4 separate regions of the Mus musculus genome follow, and regions 1, 2 and 3 are each linked to region 4. The links are chromatin contacts, called in public HiChIP or PLAC-seq maps. All regions are on one chromosome and are shown on one strand. The core of a region is the stretch at or near the end of the contact, and the rest is flanking DNA. Distances in the headings are between cores, read along the strand shown.

The links. HiChIP or PLAC-seq counts read pairs in DNA pulled down with a chosen protein or histone mark.
Region 1: a contact with region 4 is called in an H3K4me3 HiChIP or PLAC-seq map of embryonic stem cells, with 25 read pairs. The contact joins the promoter of Clic5 here to the promoter of Runx2 in region 4. A contact is called at or near these places in 1 of 484 Hi-C or Micro-C datasets (embryonic stem cells) and 6 of 115 datasets of contacts at active chromatin or transcription factors (craniofacial prominence, embryonic stem cells, pancreatic cancer cells and 1 more).
Region 2: a contact with region 4 is called in an H3K4me3 HiChIP or PLAC-seq map of craniofacial prominence, with 4 times the contacts expected there. The contact joins the enhancer-like site here to the promoter of Runx2 in region 4. A contact is called at or near these places in 4 of 39 promoter capture datasets (cranial neural crest, frontonasal cranial neural crest, maxillary cranial neural crest and 1 more), 12 of 115 datasets of contacts at active chromatin or transcription factors (the NIH/3T3 cell line, craniofacial prominence, embryonic forebrain and 8 more) and 1 of 9 other capture datasets (embryonic stem cells).
Region 3: a contact with region 4 is called in an H3K4me3 HiChIP or PLAC-seq map of embryonic limb bud, with 5 times the contacts expected there. The contact joins the enhancer-like site here to the promoter of Runx2 in region 4. A contact is called at or near these places in 4 of 39 promoter capture datasets (cranial neural crest, frontonasal cranial neural crest, maxillary cranial neural crest and 1 more), 1 of 484 Hi-C or Micro-C datasets (pre-pro-B cells), 12 of 115 datasets of contacts at active chromatin or transcription factors (acute myeloid leukemia, craniofacial prominence, embryonic basal ganglia and 9 more) and 1 of 9 other capture datasets (embryonic stem cells).

What each region holds. Positions count from the first base shown.
Region 1 is chr17:44,186,399-44,189,927 of GRCm38.p6, forward strand. Clic5 (chloride intracellular channel 5) reads left to right here and starts at 2,174. Exons shown (of 6, transcript NM_172621.2): 1 at 2,174-2,563. The coding sequence starts at 2,501.
Region 2 is chr17:45,338,942-45,342,548 of GRCm38.p6, forward strand. No RefSeq gene overlaps it. Among named protein-coding and RNA genes, the nearest start is that of Gm35204, 43 kb to the left of the region's middle. Within about 2 kb of position 1,665, at least 29 of the 459 cell types and tissues checked have an H3K27ac peak or open chromatin away from gene starts, as enhancers often do. A contact at or near this core is called in craniofacial prominence and second pharyngeal arch cranial neural crest, where this site is marked.
Region 3 is chr17:45,292,597-45,296,187 of GRCm38.p6, forward strand. No RefSeq gene overlaps it. Among named protein-coding and RNA genes, the nearest start is that of Gm35204, 3.7 kb to the right of the region's middle. Within about 2 kb of position 1,930, at least 18 of the 459 cell types and tissues checked have an H3K27ac peak or open chromatin away from gene starts, as enhancers often do. A contact at or near this core is called in embryonic limb bud and pre-pro-B cells, where this site is marked.
Region 4 is chr17:44,735,229-44,738,430 of GRCm38.p6, forward strand. It overlaps Runx2 (runt related transcription factor 2), which reads right to left and starts at 1,420. Exons shown (of 7, transcript NM_001145920.2): 1 at 5-1,420. The coding sequence starts at 406. RefSeq lists a promoter at 1,175-3,202 and a cis regulatory region at 2,311-2,319.

The DNA.
Region 1 (3,529 bases), core at 924-3,423, 550 kb before region 4:
CTCTGTAAGGAAGCTCCTAGTTAAGTGCTTTTTAAAATGAGATGACTTGGCCCTGGTGTCTCCTCACATCACTAGAAAAGTAACTAAGGCAATTCCCTTTGAGAGGATGGCCCCAGTGGCCCAACTGTCTCCTACTGCTAGGTCCCGCCTCTTAGAGGTTCCAATGGTGTCATGGCTGGATCCAAGTCTTTAGGACATGGGCAACTGGCAGACAGTTCAAATCCAAACTCAGACCCATATCCTACATCTTCCTCATTCATGTGACACCCTTGCAGTTCCTCCCTTCTGTTACTGCCTCACTGAAGTGGATTTTAATTTCAAAGATTACAACCAGACCTGCACTTCTCTCAGTGTAGTGTTCACAAAGTGAAAAAAAAAATCAGTTAGTTGAGTTAGTTGAGTAGTTGCTGAAGTATCAATTATCTGTATCCAAATTCTGACTCTACCATTTCCTGGGTTGAGGAATAGAGTCAAGTTTCTTAAGTACTCCATGCTTCAGTTTCTTTACTTTTATAAAGCCAGGCTAATAGCACCATTTAAAATGATTAAAACACCTTTGATTGCTTTCTCTATTTTGTATGGACACAAGGTCTTTCACCTGAACCCAGAATCTGCTTAGTCTCCACCTCCAGAGGCCTGGGAGCCGAGCCAAGCCACCAAGCCTGCCCAATTGAGTTGATGGAGTTCCCAGCTCAAGGCCTCTTGCTTGCCTGACATGCACTTCACATCCGGAGCATCTCCCCAGCTCTGCAACTACTTGTAAAAAAGAAATAAGAGGTGGGAATGTGGGGGCAGGGGAGGAAAGAACTTCAGAAAAGCATGAGAGAATATTTATCAAGAACCTTCTTATATTCCGTGATTTAACAACACCTCTACCAAAGTCTATATCTATGGGAAATGTGTCCAATGCCATTATGGTTGAAAGAAACCAGCGTTAGTAGCTTCAACCTACCAACCCTAACTCTCACTTTAGACTATTTCAAGTCTGAGTCATGGTTACCTTGGGTGAGTGGAAAAGCAGAAGAAAAAAAAAAGAGCAAGAAGTCAATATTTTATTCCTTCATCTAGTGCTGGTAGCAGCTGGTGAAAATACATTGAGCTATGCTTACAGGATGTGAGCACAGTATATCTGTATCATAGTTCTGAAAGAAAGAAGGAAAGAAAGGAAGAAAGGGAAAGAGGAAGAGGAAGAGAAAGAGAAAGAGAAAGAAAGAGGAAGAGGAAGAGGAAGAGAAAGAGAAAGAGAAAGAGAAAGAGAAAGAGAAAGAGAAAGAGAAAGAGAAAGAGAAAGAGAAAGAGAAAGAGAAAGAGAAAGAGAAAGAGAAAGCTGGATGTGGTGACCTACACCTGTAAGCAGCACTTAGAAGGTTTTGAGATAGGAGAATGAGGAATTCCAAACCAGTCTCAGTTACATAGTGAGTTTAAGGCCAAAGCCAGCCTATGCTATAGAATTCTCTCTCTCTCTCTCTCTCTCTCTCTCTCTCTCTCTCTCTCTCTGTCTCTGTCTCTCTCTCTCTGAGAGAGAGAGAGAGAGACAGAGACAGAGACAGAATCAGAGACAGAATCAGAGACAGAATCAGAGACAGAATCAGAGACAGAGGCAGAGAGAGAAGGAGGAGCAGGACCAGGAAGAGGAGAAGGAGGTGAGGGGAGACAGGGAGGAGGGAGAGAGAGAGAATAAGAAAGCAGAGGAGAATAAAACCAAGCAAGGGAATGAAAACCCCACAAAGTTGAAAGCTGCAGATCTCTGACTCCAGCACCTTACTGGTTGGCTCACCCCTCAGCCTCTCCCCTGCTCCTGGCCCACTCCCTCTCCACTTGCACAGAGCAAAAATGGCAAGCTCAGCGAATTCAGGATCTTTTCTTCGCTCCACGCTATTGTAAGTGCGTGATTTTGATGGACTAACTGAACCTCTTCATTAAAAAACAAAAATTTAAAAATAAAAAAAAAAAACAAACCTTGAAAATCATCTTCTGTACACCACTCTTTCTGTCCCTCATGACCTTCAGAACATTCTTAGCTCTGTCTGAGCTCGTACACTGAGGGGTCTCCTATGTGACTGGGCCCAACGAATGCTGAGTTCCCAGGGTGTCCCCCTCCCTCCAGTCCCCGCCCGGACTGACCCCGCCCCGCGGCCGTGGTCTATTTTGGGCGCACCCGCGGCAGCGGCGCGGGATCGCTGACAGTCTCGGATCCTGTGACACCTCCCAGCAGTCAGGCACTTGTTGCTCTTGGGACCTGTTGTCAATCCCTTAGCTCGCTTTTCCTTTTAGCCCCCTGCTGGCTCTTGGAGTCCTCTCTTTCCGCGTGACACCTGGGACTCTGATCTCTCAGGCATCGCTGTCCTTGCTTGGAGAAATTGATGAGAAACTGGTAGTCTTAAAAAAAGAAAACATTAAACACCGTGCAAAAGAGAGGCCCCCGCTGTGAGCAGGAGCCTGAAGTGCTGCAGAGGTGGCGCCTCTCCGGCCCGGGACCGTGGTCCGGGGCGCCAACGGCATGACGGACTCAGCGACAACTAATGGGGACGACAGGGACCCCGAGATCGAGCTCTTCGTGAAGGTAGGTCGGCATTCGCGGGCCTCCTCCCGGGCTGGAGATGAGGAGATCTCAAGTGTCAGGACGCAGGTCCCTCTGGGACTTGAGACCCTCCCTAGGGAGCACAGTCCAGCGCCCTCCTGGTCCTGCCGGTGGCCTTTCTGCCAGGGGCTTCCGGAGAAGGGTGTGAGTTTCGATCTGGCAGGTGGCTGTCTTCTTGAAGAGTTAACCCGTAGTCTACCAAACATTGTAGGACAGGTTGCCGTCCCTCATCCTGAGCTCGGAGGGAAGAGCAGATCCTGAGCTCCAAGGGAAGGGATCTTGGCCAAGTTGAAAGATGTCTCCAGATATAGGGACAGGGGAATCTGGCTAGACTAGTAAACTTTTCTTCTTTAGCGGAGGGGGGGGGGGAGGGAGGGAGGGAGGAAGGGAGGGAGAGAGGGAGGGAGAGAGAGAGAGAGAGAGAGAGAGAGAGAGAGAGAGAGAGAGAGAGAGAGAGAGAGAGAGATCCTCTTTGGCACAACAAAAACAGCATTTTCTAGTACCCACCCTCTCTTGTTTTACTCAGAAACACTAAAATAAAAGCGAAGGCCACAAAGCTATTTTCTTGCTTTGTGACTTGTAGAGGAGAGAAAAAAATGAACACCCAGTTCCCTGCTGTTATTATCACTGTCATTATGACTCTACAGGACCGTCTCAGGTAACCAGGGGACCTGTCAGTTTCGACTTGGGCTGCAAAGCAACAGCTTCTTGCAGAACCAAATTAAGCGCCCCCCTGCTTCTTGGGCGCTCCCCTGAGCAGTAGCAGACACCAGACAGCAGCTCTAATGTTTTTTCTTTTGCAAGCTGCGGGAGACTGGAGGCCGGGTCCGCAGGTGTAGGCAGAAACATTTGATCAGCCCTCCTTGCTGGGACACTGCAGAAGCAGAACCCGGGAAACCTGAGGCGGAGGAAAGCAGCCCTGGGCTGGGCTGCAGAGTCGCCAGGACC
Region 2 (3,607 bases), core at 415-2,914, 600 kb after region 4:
GAGATATACCAGTCCCACCAGTTTGGCTCATCTTGGTCAGTCGGATGGGCAGAGTTTGCTCAGCTTGCTCAGCAGGACTGAGTGAAGCTTTAAAGGACTCAGGACACAAATAGATCAGGGTCTTCTCTGAGCACCCTGCCTCCTCTGTTCCCAGTCACACAGGTGCTCCTCCTCCAACTTCTCCATGTGTTGACCTAGAAAACATTTTATGTCCCAAACTCCATCTCCGAACTCCAATGTGGCAGGCTGAGTAGAGTCTTCCCCAGAGGAGTAGGGGAGGCTCAAGAATTTCTGCATGCCTAGTCTCTCAAGAGGCCAGGCACGAGCCCCCCCACCAGGGCCTGAGATTAAAGACTCAGAAGTGGATTCAGATGGCCAGGAAATATGGAAACTCCACCCCGAACGTAGTAGCCAGGGATGAGTGGAAATCTACACCGGAGTTAATTTCTTCCAGCTCCTGCAGCCACCATGCCCTGCAGCCACTGTCTGCCCAGCGTGGTCACGGGGCCACTTGGCTATGAGGAGTTTTCCCTACACAAATAGCCCCTGGCTCTGTTATTCTTTGCGGTGTGAAGTGGAAAATTATCTAGATGAGGCTTCGTGTGACGCAGCGAGTGGCCAGAGACGGCTGGAGGAGGTTCTGAGCAGGAGCAAGAAGAGAAAACAGGTTGTCAGGGGAAACAGCAAGGCAGTAGTTATGGAAGACTGTGGAGTGAGACTCTGAGATTCCATCTCCCCAACCTGAATATGGGGGATGGCTTCCATCAAGGGTGTGATGGGGGTCCCAGTATCCAGGGGAGAAAAACACAGCTAACGTGTGATACCCTTCAGAGCCAGGCAGCTCCTATCCAGCCTCGGTTCTGACTACAGGACCTTAGGCAAGTTACGTAATGTCCCCAACCCTCAGCAGGCTAGTTTTGTCTTTGTTGCTGTTATTATTTTCATCATCAAGAGTCATAGTCACTGGGCAAAAGGATGGAAATGCCTTGAAACTGAAGCAAGCAGGGTGAGCAGCCCTCATCTGTTGGCAAGGACCAGCAGAGGCTGGCTGGGCAGTCACGGTAGATAGCAAGCAGAGCCAGAAAGGCATCCTGGGGCGGGCTGGGAGTGGAGAAACAAGCAGAGGCATGAGACACAGGGATGAGACCATAAAGGCCCCAATGGGTGTCACAGGCTTGTGGGGGCAGTTTCCAGTTACAGCCTATGTTCTCTAACCCTGGGAGGGAGAAGGGAACAGCCAAGATGATTGGAACCTGCCAAGGAGACAGAGCCTCAGAGGACATCAAAGCAAGCTTCCCATGACAGTCAGAGCCCAGGGAAGAAGAAGAAAAACCTGAGAGCTGCAGAGATCTATGCTACTGCCCAGAATTTTCTAGGACAAGGTTCTTCCACTCTGGGCTCCTTCAAGATGTGAGGAGCAAATCAAGCCGTGTCCCCTTCACCTGGGTGCTTATGCCTGCACCCTATGTTTCCTCGGCTTCTCCAGAGGACGCACCCCCTCAGAGCCCCATCCTGAGTTCCTCTGCACCTACAATGCACTTCCACTTGCTATCATCCTCAGGACCAAAAGCATTCCACGTGGCAGCCAGCCCTGGGCTGCCCTGGCACAGATGGGGAGGCTGGGAAGGGCCCTTTGCCCTCCCTCTGAGTTCCCAGAGTAATGCACCTGTATTTGCTTTGTGCTGCCCTTCCAAAGGAAAAAACACTAGTAATGGCCAAGCCATAACCGTCACCTTAACTGCTGGGACCTGCACCACCAAGCCCTTCAGCAGTTCCAACCTCCACCCCCAGATCCAGGAGACCATGGAGGTGGGGGGAACTTTGAAATTACAGGGCTATTGGCAAAGCACGGGTACCCCCAAAAGCAGGTTGTGAGTAGCCATATTGGGTAGATCCCCCAAGAAAGGCTTAGGGTCTGCTCAGGGCTTCACTGGGATGGGTGCTCAGCCCACATTACAGGACCTCAGGACCCTTTAATAGACCAAGAAAGCACCTATCACTCTCTCTGTAGAAACATCCCCACCCCCAGGACAGCCCCGTCTGAGCTGGCAATGGCCTGCAAGCCCAATGTTTAACAACCTGTAACCATGGGTCATAAATGCTTTGATACAAGTAAAGCATGGGTGACTCATCAGAGAGACTCACCGTCCTGGGAGGTAAAACACCTTGAGCAGTAGACACTGTCATGTGTTACCCATATGCTCTTCAAGAGATTACCTACTGCACAGTGGGATGGCTAGAAACGGGGGCAGTGGACAGCCACTCCGCTGTCAGCTCCTAGCCAGGGCCTTACTACAGACAGCTGTCTCTATTGTGGTTACATCCTTTCCCAGACAGTCTAATTCCAATGCAATATTTGAGTACCAGGAAGGGCTACCCCAAAGTGGGAAACTCAGGGAGTAACAGCAGCCTGGGACCCTATTGGTTTTCAATTATGCACAGACCCTCTTGTAATAATGCACTAGGCAGCCCCGATCCTTTACCTTTGTGTAATATGGATGTGCATCCTTCTCTAAACAACCTCAGATCCCTCACTCAGGCCTATCCTACCTCAGGCTACAATACATCCCCTCTCTGGACAGCAACGTAAGTTTTCCTGCCCCGAAGAATGACCAAATGTAGAGTTTTTTTTTTTTAATCCTTGTTTAACACATGTGGGACCCTGTGTTTAATCCCTATTATAAAAATCGAACAGGGAAAGGGAGAAAAAGAAAGGTCCTGTGTCTAGAGGGGCCCTTCTTGTTCCCAGAGAGAAAGAATAATGCTGTTGAGACAGAGACGCTAAGACGGGCTCTCCAATTAGATCAGAGCCTTTGGCTCCACCCACGCTTCAGCACAGTTGTACATTCATTTCTGCAGATTTGTCTCTTTGTTCCCGAAGGATCCTGTGCTGTGTGACCCTAGGCTAATAATGCAGTCTATTTGTTGATCTGCTTCTTGCTACCAGGGTCTCGGGAACTTCACAGTGGACTAAGATATTGGTGTCCTCCTTATAAAAAGTTGGGAGAAGAGTGTCTGTCATTCTAGTATCTCAGGGTTGCTACTGATTGGCAGATTTCAGGAGTAGGACTGATATTGGCAGATACTGTGTGGCAGTGGGTACCAAACAGTAGCATTTAGGAAAGAATATACTTTCAATGGAGAGAGAATGTTAGATGCTAACAGTCCTGGGGCTTTGTAGGTCTCTTGCATGCCACACGGGCTTTCTCAGTTTTTGTATTGCACAGGTTTTCTAACAGAAGCTCGGACTCCCGAGATGGGAGGGGGCACAGCAGCCTTTCTCTTTGTCAGAAAATTGCTATGCTAATTTTGTGGTTCCCACGTCAAGTCTTCTGAACCTCGCTCTGCATTTCAGTCTGCAGCCTCAGGACAGCCGGATGCCCGTCCTCACTTTGATCTATGTAGACTTTGACATGCTATAAGCATGTATGTCCTCTTCTCTTTCCATCTTCCTAAAGGCCCACCTCCCAGCCACAGGGCGAGAAACAGAGTCAGGAGATACTAAACATCTTTCACGTCTTAGCTCCTTACTTTCCACAAAACAGACATCTCCTTACAGGCTTCAGAGGGGAAACTGAGTCCCCTTTAAAGCAAGAACTAGACGGTG
Region 3 (3,591 bases), core at 680-3,179, 560 kb after region 4:
GCTGACCCACAAAGCAGAGGACAGAGGCCAAACCCATCACCAGCTGAAAAGTGGTACCCATGGGGCCGTGAATCGTGTTCTCTGGTTTTGTTTGTGACTTGAACACAGCCCAACAGCTTGAAGACAGACCTACTGTCAGCCCTGGGGCTGGAGTCTGTGGGACAGTTCCCACCAGCCAGCCCATCAGAAATGACAGACAGTAGCCCAATACAAAGGGACTGTCAGTGACGCAAAGGGTGTCTTTTGGGGGTCAAAGCACATGCCTGCTTAGAGGCACCATGTTCCTTGGAAAGCCTAAAAGGAAGGGAGACAAAGAAAACTCAACGTGAAGAGCTCGGTATCTGCTGGACGCTGACAAGCAAGGACAGATTCTCCTGTCCCCTGCATCTTGCCATCCTCACAGCTGTTTTCATTTTTGCCAGATGTGCTGGAATGCAAACGCTGATTAGAACCTGAGCCTGAGTTTGAGGCTTCAAACAGGACTTGCCCTCTCTAATTAGGGGACTGCAGCTCAGCAGCTGCTCAGCAAGTACCATGTGGTCACCACTTGCCTGGCTGCAAATACATCCAAGGACTCCACCTCCCTGCCTCGAGTAGACACTGCCAAGACTAGGCATTGCCTCCTACACCAGCGTCCCAAAGTCCTGCCTCCCAGGACCGTTGACCATCACCCTGCACCCTGGCACTAGAACACCTCAGCTCATCTGGGAGCTGATTCCCCTAAATTCAAGGACCTTCCTGAACCTTGTTGCATCTCTCCAACCTTTCCAGGAAGAAAGGCTATGTGCATGTGCGTGTGTACGCATGCGCGTGTGTTTGTGCGTGCATGTGTGTGCGTGTGTGTGTGTGTGTATGTAGGTATATACATATGCATATGGATGTCCTACACATATATGTATGTGTGTATGTATATATGTATACACGTATATCATATATGCATATATATGTGTGTGTGTGTGTGTGTGTGTGTGTATGTATGTATGTATATCATGTATGTTCACCATCACACTTAATTTCCACAGAGAAAAAGGTCGTTCTCTTCCCTTGGCACAGGGCTAAGATACAGAGGTCAGAGTTATGACCAAAATGTTCCACAGTAGTGACAGAGGTTCTCTTGGGCCTTGAGCAAGTGAAGCAATACGTGCAGGAAGAAACCCATGAGAGAAACCAGAAGGCCCCAGAGAATTACAGAAACCTTCACAGTGTCTTGGAATCTGCAGACTAGCTGGGCTTTCCTGCCCAGCCAAGGTCCTGTGTACTGCATCCAGGTAGCCATCTTGGGCTACATTAAGTAAAGAGCTACAGTGATCTGCATGGGGTCACCAAGTATTGGAACTAGTCACCCCAACCGCCATGGGGCTGGCCTCAGGCTGTTTCCTCTGAGTTGGGTAGCTAAGGTCCCTCATGAAGATGGAGGCATTTTGGGACCTTGTTCCTCCTCGACAGGCCTGTAAGATGTTCCCACTCCTGATTCTCCCACAGTGTCCCATCTTGGCCTGGGTTCTAATCCCCTTTTCAGTACATTTCATCCCTAACCTTGAATTTTCTAAGGTCTTTTTTCCATATTATAATAGTAATCATATTTTGATTTAAAAACAACAACAACAACATCAGGACACTGGCAACCTCTAGAGATGCAAGGGGAACTTGGAACAGCATCTCAGATGGTGGTGCAAACAAGGAACGTGTGTGCTTTGGCATTTCTCAATGCATGCCATTTATCTCAGTAAAATGTGATTTTGAAGCTGAGGACATTGCCCTCCACTGAGTTGGCTAAAGACTGCAGTGAGTGGAGATCCTGCAGGAAGAGAAATCTGCCTTCCGCTGTGCCCCCCCACGCCCACCACCGCTGTGCCCTCCTGTGGCTGGTGCACCTGCTCCCACGGCTCGGGACCAGGCTCCTATCTGGAGGTCCCACTTTCTTCTCCTCCCTGGCCACTCCTCGAAGTTTCTCTTCCCCTGCCTGCCCTCAGATCTCCCCACAGCCCACAGCCCTTCATACGGGCCTCTTCTATTCTATCTTTGACCAAAGTTGCTGACTTTCGGTTCTTGGTATTCAGATGTAGTTCTCTCTCTCTCTCTCTCTCTCTCTCCCTCTCTCTCTCTCTCTGCCTCCAAAACCCCTTTCTGGGTGTTGGTGACAGTCCATCTTAAGGCCACATGAGGTTGATATGACTGAACCTTGGCTCAGAAGGAGATGGGGGCGTTGGAGGGACCAGGACTTGAACCGATGGAGTGGCAGGGGAACAGTCAAGGTCACAGAATTGTGCGATGGGGGAGTGTTTGAAATAAGTGAAATTCCAATAAAAAGCCAGTGTGTGTGTGTGTGTGTGTGTGTGTGTGTGTGTGTGTGTGTGTACTGTTATCTGATTGTAAATTCCACATTGAAAAATCCAGACAACTCCAGAAAAGGGAGAAATGAGGGTCCCATCGTCCTGCCCCACCTGACACCCACAGCTGCTTGTTGTTCTGAGGCTGTAGACTGGGATATAAATAGATTAGCAGATGGCACACGGTGGGGGGGGGGGGGCACAGAAGTGGTCCGCAGGATGTAAGTAAGCGGTTTTTCAAGTCATGGATTTAAAAGCCAGGGTTATTCAACCTTTAGGGATGCTGAGACAGGAGGATGAGGAGTTCAGGGTTATCCTCAGCTACTTAGTAAGTTCAAGGCTATCCTGTGGTACATGAGACCCTGGCTCAAAACAGGAAAATTATTTGTATTGCTTTAAATATCTTTAGGACATGTTAATTGTACAAAGTGAGTGTTTTCGATGTGGCATGTCCACTCACGCACTATAGTCTGCTTTTACCCCCTGACCCCTCGCCACTGGCTTTTCCTTCCTCTCTCCTCGGCCCTAGTCAGTTCGTCTTTGATATTAAGAGTTTGAAATCTAACAGAAATTTTGTACCTATTATAGCCAATGTCAGTTTGAAATAATGGAGAAAACATGGGATTTGAGAAATAAATTAATATCATCAAAATTTTCAACTATATGAAAAAAATCCCAGGTCTGCATCCTGTCAGCAACCTGGCTGAAAGTAACATGGACTCAATTAGAAAACTCAACAACCATCAAAGAGGGAGATAAAACTGTTAAAGTGTTAAAGAAAGGAGGGGGGAGAGTGGTGAGAAGGGAGGGAGAAGGAGAGAAGGAAAAGGAGGAGGGATGGGGAAGAGGTTGGGAGAAGGAGGGAAGGGAGGAGAGAGAGAGAAGGAGAGAGAGAAAAGGAGGGAGGGGGAGGAGGGAGAGAGGGGAAGGAGGGAGGGGAAAGGAGAGAAGAAGAGGGAGGGAGGGGGAGGACGAGAGAGGGAGGAGGGAGGAAGGGAAACTTTTTACAACCTTATGGGCTGAGGGTGGCCCAGCTGAGCGGGTCTGCCACACAGACACAAAGTTGGGCCTTCAGCACCTATGTAAAAATCCAGGAAGAGCAGCTGGCACCTGAGATCCCAGCACTGGGGAGGCAGAGACAGCAGGCAGGAGGATCCCTGCGGTTTGCTGAGTCATGAACTCCAGGGTTAGTGAGAGACTCTGCCTTGAAAGAAAGTGGAGAAGAAACTGAGAAAGACACCCTAAAGCAAGCATGAGTCTC
Region 4 (3,202 bases), core at 170-2,669:
TTACCTTGAAGGCCACGGGCAGGGTCTTGTTGCACCGCCAGTGCGAGGGCAGCACGGAGCACAGGAAGTTGGGACTGTCGGTGCGGACCAGTTCGGCCGGGTGGTCCGCGATGATCTCCACCATGGTGCGGTTGTCGTGCGGCGGCCTCAATCGGGGCACTGCGGCCGCCGCCGCTGCTGCCGCCGCCGCTGCCGCCGCTGCTGCTGCGGCCGCCTCCTGCTGCTGCTGCTGCTGCTGCTGTTGTTGCTGTTGCTGTTGTTGCTGCTGCTGTTGCTGCTGCTGCTGCTGCTGTTGCTGCTGCTGCGCAGCCACCACCGGGCTCACGTCGCTCATCTTGCCGGGCTGCAGGCTGCTGGAGGGGGGGCTGAAGCGCCGGCTGGTGCTCGGATCTACAGGAATACGCATCACAACAGCCACAAGTTAGCGAAGTGGCCGGGGGAGGGGGAGGAGGGTGGAAATGGGGGGCGAGGAGGAGGAAATCGAGGGGGTGGAGGCGAGACGGGGGCGGAAAGAGGATGGAGGTGACGGGACAGAGGAGGTGAGAAATCAAGTTCGAGGAAGCCGTGTGCCGGGCGGAGTCTGCTGGGGGCCGGCGACTGGAGACCGGACAGAGTCGGGGTAGCGGGTGGGGACACCCGAGAGGCGCGGATCTCCACCGGGAGGCTTGGGAGTCCCTGGCGGTGGCTGCAACGAGCGGGACGCGGGGGCGTGTTTGGCCCAGCCGCCGCAAGGGACTTGAAGTTAACAGCTTGCAGTAGGGGCCCCTTGGGGCACCGTGTCCTGGGTGCGCTGGCGCCCCGCTCCGGGTTCCAGTACGGTAGTGGAGCCCCGCAGGTTCAGCAGTCCATCTCGGCGGTGCGTGTGGCTCCTCGCTGTCCGCCACCGCCAAGCAGAGCGCGGCTGCCCAGCTCGCGGCGCCGTCGCTTGCCCGCGCCGCCTCCTCCGCCTCCTCCTCCGAGGCCGCTGCGCGCTCCCCGCGCCGGCAGCGCGCTCCGAGTCCTCCGGCCGCCGAGTCCTTCCTTTCCCCGGCTTCTCCTCTCGCCCTCTCCTTCGCCGCCGTCTAGCTCGCAGCCTCGTCTCTCCTGCTCTTTGCAAAGTGCCCCGGGCCCCCCTCGCGTTTCAAGGTGCCGGGAGGTAAGTGGGGGCGGGGGGAGAGCGGATCTCGGGGCGACAGATCTGGAGCCTGCGGATCGCAGCCGCTGCCGCCGCCCGCCGGCCGCTAGAAGCGCCGCTGCGCTCGCTCGGCGCCCGAAGCTGTAGGGAGGAGGTCCCCGCCTAGGACATCGCCGCCTGCGTCCTCGGCTCCCCACTTCACCCTCAGGACCGGGAACCACTTCTCGGTCTGACGACGCTAAAGCTGAGAAGCGGGAGAGCCTCAGGCTGCTCCGACTGGCGTTAATTTTTCGTTGTTAACTTCAGGAGAGGAGGAAGGGAAATTCTCAAGTCTCCACGTTGACTTCTGAGCACTCTTCACCCTGCCCCCAACCCCACCCCACATTGGTTGGGGCGGGGGGCAGGTTTTTACAGGCTTCGGGAGTGCCCCCCCTTAGGTGACACCAAAATGGGTGACAGGAGTGTTTGTCAAAATAGTTTTAGAAACTCTAACGGATGTCTGGACACTTTTCTTATATATTCCTTCTTGTCATTATTGGAGAATAAGGATGGGTTGCTTTTTTAATAAAAAGAACTAAAAAATGACAGCTTGGTAATTAAAATAAGTTGTAAGTTGATAAAATGCTTGCTGGGAAAGGGGGAATACACAGCGGTTATCCATTCATTTCCCAATCTTTTATTAAGTGTAGTCTTCGTCTCAGACTAAGTCTAGTGTCTAACTGTCTTTCTAGCCACTCCCCACTTTGGGGGGTTAAAAATAAAAAGTTTAAAAAAAAGTTCAGTAATTATTTATTTATGTTTTTGTTTCCCGGCGTTATGGGGGGAGGCGATTTTGGAATCCCCAAAAGATTGTGGTTGAGAGATGAAGGAGTGCGGGGAGCGGCAGCAGTTTTGTTTTTTTTTTGTTTGTTTTTTTTTTTTTTGTTTGTTTTTTTACCTAAAATGTGGTTTTTGGAGGCTGGGATTTCTAATGATTAGGTTTTTGTGGTTTATATAGACACGACTCAAACTGAGGCGATCATTATACTGATGGGAATCAGAAGCACGTGGGTGTCTCCGACCAGCCTCAAATTCTGAGCCTTCAAAACAAATCAAACAACGTGCGGCGGCGCCCACAGAAGCCGGGAAATCCGCCGGAGGCTGATACACCCCAAGAACCAGGCAGAAGCAATATCGGGCTGGCTCACCTCTCAGCGTGATGTTCTGTTATATGTCTTGCCTAACCTATTATTTTAAAACTTCCAACGCTTCCAAATAGAATCATTTTACCAAAATCCCCGGCGATTCGTAACAAGGTAGTTGACGCAACTGTGATTTGGTGAAATCAATGAAAAATTGGGAGTCGTCCCCTAGGAGGACTAAAGAAGAGGGCTAGCTGGGTAACATTTCTCACCATCCGTCTTATTTAAAGCTCTTCACGTAGCCATTAATTTGGGGCTTTTACTGCTGGGGTGCAAATGCCTTCCAAATTCAGCAAGGGACCTGTCATGACCCTCCCTAGCGCAGTTGCCACTCTCTGACCTTCCCTCCCCGCGCGCCCAGCAGGGCCCAGAAAAGGTACCCGGAGCGCGCAAAAGAGGTTGTTTGCGCCTCTTTGCAACTCGAGACTAGAAAATACAAAAAGTGGATCGCTGTGCTCAGATGGTCTGGGGACCCGTGCTCCTGTGCCTGAGAGGCGCTCTGGGGGTTGAGGAGTGGACAGAGTTGAGTGTGACTGCTTGCTCTCTCACAGGCTAGGGATGATACTGGGGAGCACTCCTGTGCCCTCCCCCTTTGAGTCACTGCTTCTGCCTCCCCTTTCTGCTTGCACCACTTACAACTATGCAAACCCCCCCCCCCCCCGCCGCCGCCGCCGCCGCCCACGTCCCATGTCGGTCTTTCCTTGTCTCTTGCTCTCTTTCCGGATTCTTCCACCAGTCCTCCCTCAGACTTGAGTCACCTCCCTGAGCCACTCAGTCTCCCTCTTCTTCCACTGCCCGCTCCTCTATGCCACTACCTGTGGCGCCCACATCTCCCACCCGACTTCCTCGTAGCTGGTGGCCTCTGTGTCCCTAGCGCTCACTCCCGATATACATTACAGGTGGAGCG